Regions from separate parts of the Athene noctua genome. Here region 2 is linked to region 1. The links are chromatin contacts, called in public Hi-C maps. All regions are on one chromosome and are shown on one strand. The core of a region is the stretch at or near the end of the contact, and the rest is flanking DNA. Distances in the headings are between cores, read along the strand shown. Region 1 holds the start of UBE2K (ubiquitin conjugating enzyme E2 K). Region 2 holds the start of PDS5A (PDS5 cohesin associated factor A).

Evidence for each region. A called contact is a pair of places that touch in the nucleus more often than the background predicts.
Region 2: a contact with region 1 is called in a Hi-C map of heart, with 2.8 times the contacts expected there. The contact joins the promoter of PDS5A here to the promoter of UBE2K in region 1. A contact is called at or near these places in 2 of 2 Hi-C or Micro-C datasets (heart and liver).

Annotation. Positions count from the first base shown.
Region 1 is chr4:26,396,821-26,401,289 of bAthNoc1.hap1.1, reverse strand. It overlaps UBE2K (ubiquitin conjugating enzyme E2 K), which reads right to left and starts at 2,040. Exons shown (of 5, transcript XM_074904683.1): 1 at 1,885-2,040. The coding sequence starts at 1,947.
Region 2 is chr4:26,538,564-26,542,515 of bAthNoc1.hap1.1, reverse strand. PDS5A (PDS5 cohesin associated factor A) reads left to right here and starts at 2,596. Exons shown (of 33, transcript XM_074904687.1): 1 at 2,596-2,786; 2 at 3,610-3,780. The coding sequence starts at 2,760. LOC141959615 (a long non-coding RNA gene) reads right to left here and starts at 2,515. Exons shown (of 7, transcript XR_012633478.1): 1 at 2,380-2,515.

The DNA of each region.
Region 1 (4,469 bases), core at 791-3,290:
AACCATTGAGTAATGCTGAAATTCTGCATTCAAGACAGGGGAGTTAGTATATTCTGTAAACAGCAACTTTATACACACTGCTATATCAGTATAACATCCATATGTAGCTTGCTAATGGCAGGAAAAATAAGAAATAAACTCATGTATTTTAATTTTAAAATACCATAATTTTAGTTTCATAAGAACAGTGGTCTGATTTCTTGGAAGCTTTAGGCAGCTTATAGGCTATTTCATAAAACTATTTTTTCCAACATTCTGTACTGAGCCTTTCAATGCCTAGACTAAACAAACAGGAATAGTGAAAAATGTGCTCACTAGATCCAACCTTTACAGTAAGAAAATTTAGCATGAATCTCCCCCAAAACCTATGTAAATTAAGGCATTTTTTTCTACATTAAGAAAAGGAAAAGGGTCTTGAAGCCTTCAGACAACATTTTCAAATAAAGACTTCTTTGTTCCCATAGTATCAGCTGGTTATATGGGGTACAAGGTCTAGATTTTCTAGCTTTGGTATAAAGGTATCCACCTAGAAATTTCTCTTAGTTTACATGCAATTCTGTATTCACTGTGCAATATCTTGGTGAAATCAGCCCAGGCTCTAAAGGCAGCTGTAATACAAGGTCCCTACATTTTTCTAGGGGCTAGTTCAAGCTGCATAGCAACAATGCTGTTAGCACACACTTAAAGTACCTCAACTACAGCTACCTAAACACGTCTTCCTTAAGTCATTAGTATCTTCCAAAAATTATCCTCTCGATTTTTCCTCTGTGATTATGTCCAGATTTCTAAAACACGAGCTTTAAGAGTTACATTTTCACATTAACATTTCACAAGCATCTAACCTGCAACAACATCCCAAGTAGGACAATGACGACACAACTATTAAAACCTAAGTGGCTGACGTCCACCAACTCAGATACAGGAAAAGCTGTGTTGATGCAAATGCTGCTATATATTTCCCCAAACTGATCAGAACTTTAATGTCCCCCTGTAAGTAGTCAGCCTCTCTTCTTGACCACATACCTCTGAGCATACTGTTCGGGTAACGAGGTAACATGACTGAAATGAGTAAGGCTTTATAAGCATCCACCTGAAAGTGAGTAAGCCTGCAGCGGGATAAACGAAGTTCTGCATTAAAGTAACCTAAATAAATAGGGATTTACTTGCAACCCTTCGAAAAACATAAATTAAAGCCATACTCTGCAGCCTCGGGCACGGCTGGCCAGAGGGGCGAGTTGAAGGGGATGTGCGAGATCACGTACCCTCCACCCCGGCCTCCCCAATCCGCTTCATCACCCCCGGCCCGCACGGACAAGCCTCTCCCCGGCAGAGAGGCGCGTGGGCCCGGCCGCGTGCGGACGGGGGGGGGGCGGGAGGGCGCGAGCCGGGGGCGCCCCGCGCCGGGCAGGGTAGGGCAGGCCCCGCCCCGCAGCCGCCGGCCTGGTAGCGCGCGCTCCCGGGCATCGGCCGCCCGCCGCGGGGACCCTCGCCGCGGGCCGGCCAGCCTGCCGGCCTCCTCGGGCCGTGCCCGCCGCCGCCGCCACTTCCTGGGCCCGGCCCGCCTGCCCCACTCCCCCATCCCCCATCCCCCGCTGGGCCGCCGGCGGCTCCCACTGCCCGCTGGGGGAGGGGCTCCGCGGCCCCCTCCTCCCCTCCCCCGGCGGCCGGCGGGTCCCGTCTCCCCGGGAATCGCCATTCCCCTCCCCGAGGCCGTGGGACGGGCCCACCCCCAGCGCGGGGAGGTGGGGCCGAGGGGGAAGCGGGGCCCCCGCGCAGGCCGGCGGGGCGCCCGCTCCTTCCCCCGCTGCCCACACTCACAGAGAGACACACACACACACACACACGGGGAAGGGTGGCGGCGGCACGCGGGGGAGAGGCTCTGACCTCCTCGCTCTTCAGCACCTCCTTGAACTCCCGCTTGATCCTCTGCACCGCGATGTTAGCCATCTCCGCAGCGAGCACCCACCCGCCGCTGCCTCCGAGCCGGGCCCAGCGAGCTCCGCCGCCGCTCTCGCTGGATAACTCCCGGCCCCACCAAAATGGCGCCCGCGCCGAGCATGCGCGGTAGGGCAGCCGGCTTTGCCGCCGCCGCTCAGGAGGGGCCGCCGTGTGCGCCGAGCGGAGCGGGCACCGGGGCTCCCCGACGGTGGGGGTCGAGGGCTGGACGGCGGCAGCAGGTGCTCTCGGCCTCCACCTCTCCGCTGCCCCGAGGGAAGGATGCCGCCGTCTCCTCAGGAGGCGCGGGGGTTTCGCCCCGGGAGACGCCTGTCTGCCGGCCGGCCGCCGCTCACCCTGTCATGGGCCGGGCGGGTTCCCGGCGACAGCGTGGGGACAGACGTCTGCCTGCAGAACCCGGCCGCCACACCCCGCCGCTGGCGGGCCCCGGGGCAGAGTTAAGGCGGTTGTGTTGTCATGGCTCCCGCCGCGGGCAGCGCTGCCCTCCGAGCCTCCCCGGCCCGGCCTTGTGTCCGCAGCGCGCAGCAGAGGGGAGCCCTGAGGCGCGGGGCCGGAAAAGGGTGTGAAGGAGTGCTCTGGGGAGGGCTGGGCCGGGGGGGGCCCGAGGTAGCAGAGGAAAAGTCTGAGGTGTCCCTGAGGAAACAGCTGGCTCAAGAAGCAGCTGACATGTCTTCTGGTGAGGTTCTTGAGCAAAAATTAGCGGGTGGGGTGGTTTCACATGCCTTCAGAATCTGCTCAACCTGCCCATACAGCAGTTCCAATCTATTTTTTTACCCCTTATGCTCGCTGGAAAAAGCTGCAGTTCCGTACACATCTTTCTCCTGGCCCAGCTCCTTGCCCTCTTCCCACTCTCACCCTTCCCTTGGAGATGTGCACATAGGACAGGGGAATTTGCAGGCCCAGGAGCAGGCAACTCTGAGGAGGCAGTACAGGGTACTGTTTCTTTTTATGGATTCTGCTACAAGATTTTAAAAGAGTTTAAAAGGTGAACTTCAGTTCTGGCTAATGGACTGTTACATTTTATTGCAGAAGCAAACACGACAAAACAGAGATATTCCTCTGTCTAGAAAACTGAAATAGAACACCAGTTACCATTCCTGCTAGCCTGAGGTGTGCAAAATGCAGTATGGTATGGGAGAGTGCAGAGGTTGCATTTACAACTGTTGTTTATTCAGGAACTAGAGCCTTTCAAGATGTTAAGGTCTACAGAAAAGATTTTATAGTGCCTCCTCTTAATGGTGCAGTGCAGGACAATGTACAACATTATCTCAACAAATGTCTATTTCTGGTATGGCTGTCAGCTGCAAGTGCTATCTATTTATCTCCATTAGTATACACAACATTTTGACTATTACATACACAGTAAAGAGGCCCAGCCAATGAAAAATCTGGCAACTATATACAGATGCATGTAAATCCTTTTTCTGTGTGTGTTTACTCTTGCCCTGTAATTTGACAGGAAAAAGTCCATTTTCCTGAAAGAATGTTATACCATGTGCACCTGTTCATCGAATCAGGTCTTCTTCAGACTGAAACTCGTTTTTAATGCAATACACACTGTTTTTCAGCTGAGCTTTCCAGTACCTTTTTGAGAAGGACTATTTTGCATTAGGCCTGATTTCTTTTTAATGACATCTAGTGTGATCTTGGGTCTTCATCTTCAGAATAATTTAGACATCTAAGTCCCACTGATGCATCCTGAGTTCCTTTTGAGGAGGTAGGCTCTGGCTTCTCTGTGCCTTAGGCTCTTACCTGTAAAACAAGGGTAATAACTCTGCCTCTTAGAGCTCACAGATGAAAGTTAGGTTTATGGTGTGCTGAGCTCCTTTTGAGTACTACAGACAAAAATTATGAAGGCAGTACATAAAATCTCCAGGTTAAATGCCTCATGTTTCTTCAGACAGCTCATAGAAAGAAGCTGAGCTTTTAATATTCAGGTTTTTCCCTGAATGAAGTGGCAAACATGACCTTTATCAAGTGTCAGAATCCTTTGTGTTCCTCTGAGTATGCTTGTATGTTATAGGTAGTAGACATCCAGTAACAACCACAGTAAAGGGCAATGATTTTGCCTGGTTTGTATCTAGGTTCATTTTCATGTGCTCATTTGGATTACAAATGTCAGAGTCTGTTACTACACAAAGCAAATCAAATTAATATTAATTACTGTATCTCTTTTCCTTATTATACCCCACTCCTTTCCCTTGTCCTTAAATGGGCATCTTTCACTTACCTCACAGCTGTTTCATACTCAACATATACTGTCTTAATTTTCTCTTTGGTAAAAGATAGATATAGAAAGGCTTTTTGGGGTGTAGAATAGAGTGATAGCGAGTTTTGCCAGGATTAAAATACCACATAAAAATCAGTACCTTGTGTAATCAGTGTGCTGGGGTTATCATTGTATAACTCCTATACTGTTTTAAACTTTACTGTAGTTTACTATTTTACAGAAGACTCTACAGGGGTTTAGTACAGAACAGGACCCTAGACTAGCAGTCTTTGAATAGGTGCTT
Region 2 (3,952 bases), core at 1,347-3,846, 140 kb before region 1:
CACATGAGAGGCTCTGCACTGTGTTTGTCCTTGGACTAAAAACAAGTTGTGGGAGCACAGCCCTCTACCTTTTCATTCTTATTCCTACTTCATGACCTGTTGTATAAAAATTTCTAGGTAAAGATGGTGCAACTTCATGAAAAAGTTGTAATCACAAGATTACAAGAAAACATTATGACATTGTAGGTCACACGAATGATGCACATAAAATACTGCTTTTCAGTAATAAGAAAATAATACTTGAAAATAAACGTCAAAACCCAGGAAGTTCTGAGACTTAGTTGAAATTTCTAGAATGTAACACCCATAATACTACAGTTATGCCCAAAGAGAAGCCTGCTTAACATCTGCCTAGCTTTATGCTCAGGTAATAAAAAAACCTCAGCAAAGGTCACTTTAAATTTGTTTGTTGCATCATTTTTACTAACTTACATTCTTTTTCTATTTAAAGACAGCCCATATAGGTTTTTGATACATACTTTCTTTTTTTTTAGTTACAGTATAATCGTCTAGGATTTGGTTTTGATTTATTGTATTAATACAAGAACATTAAAAATAAGGAATCTACACCAAACTCATTGTTTATATTAGTCATTTGATTTGGGAAACAAAGTACCTAATATAATAAATGTAAGGATAGAAAAACCAGATTTGTTAAAGGTACAATACTTCTGACAGTACATATTATTTTATTGACAACAAGTAAGAGCTGATAGCTAGTCTGAGTACTTCAGCTCTAAGGCAAATCTAAATGGCCACTGAAGTTTGGATTAGGAAATAGATTAAACGCTTGGTGTTGGCTTTATTTGTTTATTAAATCAGTACAACCTTGTTAAAACTGAATCACGTATCCCACTCTTAAGGTCACCTGCCTGTTGTGAATGCCCCAATCCACCCATCCTTAAGCCTGGAGAGAATCATTTTATCTAAACCTGGACTCAAAGCCAGATTTAAACACCTTGTCTGGCAGCAGCCTTCTAGATTTCCAAATCAGTGTGTGAGATCTCCTAAGTGTTCCTGGCAACTCTCAGTCATTTTCACTATAACCCTTCTGAGCTGGTTTTACAGAAGCTATGGACATTCAAGGATTTAACTCCCCTAAGACAACAGTGCAGGGAGACAAGGAACACAGGAGTACGAGAGCAGTTTCCTACTCATATGCTGTTACGCCAGAGGTACCCGAAAGCTCCTCAGTCTTTATATGTTTTCCTGCCACACCTTGCACATCTGGAATTTGGTATACTTCACCATAATCCTACTTACTTATTCCCTTCCCACCCCTCGCCCTCCTGCATCTCTCCTGTGTGACTGGCAGGCCACACCAGCGCCTCTGCTGTGCCCTGTAAGGCCCCTGTCACACACACGCAGCCCCTGTGGAGAAACCCATCCTTCCATGCAGACTGGTCCCAGTTGCCCGCCTTTGATCTGTCCTACAGAAAATTCAGTAAGAGGTTTTCAAAACTGAGAAGAATGATAATTTTAGCTCGTTCAGGTAACCAAGAATAGGCAGCTGAAGACCCTAAATTAGTCTTCATCAGTTAGTAGTCATCTTTCAGTTGTCACGCACCTTCTCTGCACAGGGCAGGCATCTGGAAAACACTTTGTAGCCACCCATGCTTCAGACATGCAGGGCACATAATGCAGATTCAAAACAGACATATATATCCCACTTTGCTACTGACTTTCCAGACATACCCTGTCTCTTAGAAATATGAGAGAATATTAAATTATAAAGACATTTTGCATGGAAGGATTTCCTGCATTGGCTGGCAAGGGCTCCTTCGGTCTGCGTACTCAAGTTTCTCCTGAAGGTCTGTAACTAAATTAATGCTTGAAAAACTCATTTGCCAACAACAAGGAAGAAGAATTTGGACATCGATGCGTGGATGCTGCTCTTGCTGCCCGTCTGCCCGAAGGAGGGCTTACTTGCTCCTGCCCGCCACAGCCCTCTCCGTGCCACCCCACACTCCGTTTCCCCCCATTTTCTTGTGTCTCACGCCCGCTCAGGCCTCACGCCCGTCATCGGCTGCCCGAGGGACGGGGCAGACGAGCCCGCGCGGCCATGAGCGGCCCAGCTCCGTGAGGAAGCACAAACATGCCTCTCCCCCTCCCGCACACGGCGCTGCCGCCCTGCAGCCGGCAACCCCGGCAGCCGGCCCCACGCCGCCCAGGCCTCGGCCTCAGGGCCGGCCGCTGCCCCCCGCCGCCCAGGAGCAGAGCCCCACGGGGTCGGGGCCCGGCCGGAGAGGGGCCCTCAGGGCCACGGCCCGGCCGCTCCGGCGGTTTTGGCGCCAAGGGGGAGGCAGCGCTGCGGCGGCCGTGCCCGGTACTGCCCGCCGCCGCCGCCCTGCGCGGGGCTCGGCGGGACAGGAGACTTACTGGCCGGCCTCGCCCCTGCCCCGCGGCTGGGGCTGGGGGATCCTGGCTGGGCGGCGCTGCGGGCCCGGCCCCAGGCCCGAGGGCGGGCGAGCGGGCAGGGGGAGGGGGGCGGCGCGGAGCCTCCTCCCGGGCTGTCCTTCCCCGGCCGGACGGAGAGCGGCACTGTGTCCCCGCGGCGCACGCTCCGCCGGAGCCTCCCCCTCTCCCCAGCCGCCGCCGCCGCCGCTGCCGCCACCGAGCAACCTCCCCCTCCCCCCACCCCTCCCCGAGCAGGAGCCGCCGCCGCACCGCGGAGCAGGGAGGCGGCGGGAGCAGCCAGGGCAGCGGCCGGCGGGGGTGGCGGCGGAGCGGCGAGGACCACCCGGCACGGAGGCTACTCAATGCTGCACCTTCCGGAGCTGCATGAGGTAAAGGCGGCTCCGGGTCCCGCTTCCCTCCGTCCCCGCTGCCCCCCTCCTCGTCGCCCGCGGCCGGCGGGGGCGTGTGCGCGGAGCCGGGGGGTGGGGGGGGCTCTTTGTGGGCCCGGCCGGGTGCGGGGCGGCGGGGCGAGGAGGGGCTGCGGGGCGAGGGGCTGAGGGGGCATGAAGTTGCAGGAACAAATAGAAAGTGGAGAGTGGCCTGGCCCCCTCCCCGGGGGGGGCTCCCGCCGCCGCGGGGGGGCCGGGCGGGGGGCTCGGCGCCGGGCGGGGGGGCCGGCGGGGGTGTTTTGTTTGTGCTCGCCGCCGCCTCCCTGCCTCCCTCCCTCCCTCCCCCTCTCCTGTTGGTTTCTCTGCCTCCTGATAGTTTTGAGGCCTAACTGTTTAGGCCTCGTCTCCCGGCTCCGGGGCCGGTGTGCCGGCTCCGAGCCCCCGCCGGGGCCGGGAATTGCACCTCCCGGCCCCTCCCTGGGGTCGTAACGAGCCCGCGGCCCCGGGGCATCCTTCGATCGAGCCCAAAATTTCATTGTAAAATCGTCGGCTCCGAACTAACAGTGTTGGGCTGGAGCAGCCCCGCAATGAAAGGAGGCGCCGGAGGGGAATGGAGGGGCCGGAGTTGCGGGGAGCGGCGGCGGCGCCGGGCCGGGCCGCGCTCCAGCGCCGCCCGGGGCGGGGGGATGCGGCGGGGGCGGCGGCGGGGGGCGCAGCCGGCGGGGTGCTGACCGGGGCCTTCGGCGAATTGAGGGTGAGAAATGGAAAAAGAGGGTTAGAAAGTCGTTTCCATTCTGCTGAACTTTTGTTTTCTGACCGATAGAGGCCGGTAGAGGACTGTGGAGAAGGAAAGTTTATAACCAGCAGCACCAGGATGGACTTCCCTGCTACCCAGCCAAAACCTGCTGCCGACGGAAAAATCATCTACTATCCTCCTGGAGTGAAGGAGATTACGGACAAAATTACCAACGATGAGGTGGTTAAACGGTTAAAGGTGAGCGATCCTGACCACTACCCCCTTCCCTGCAACTTTTGCTTCTTAAGGTGGTAAACGTTTCATCACTGGAAAGGAGAACTGCTGGAGTTCCCTTGTCATTGTTGAAATGTCTCCTTGCCTGCGGACCTTTACGGGAATAGCACTTCTTTGCTTTTCCTTAAAAGAGGAG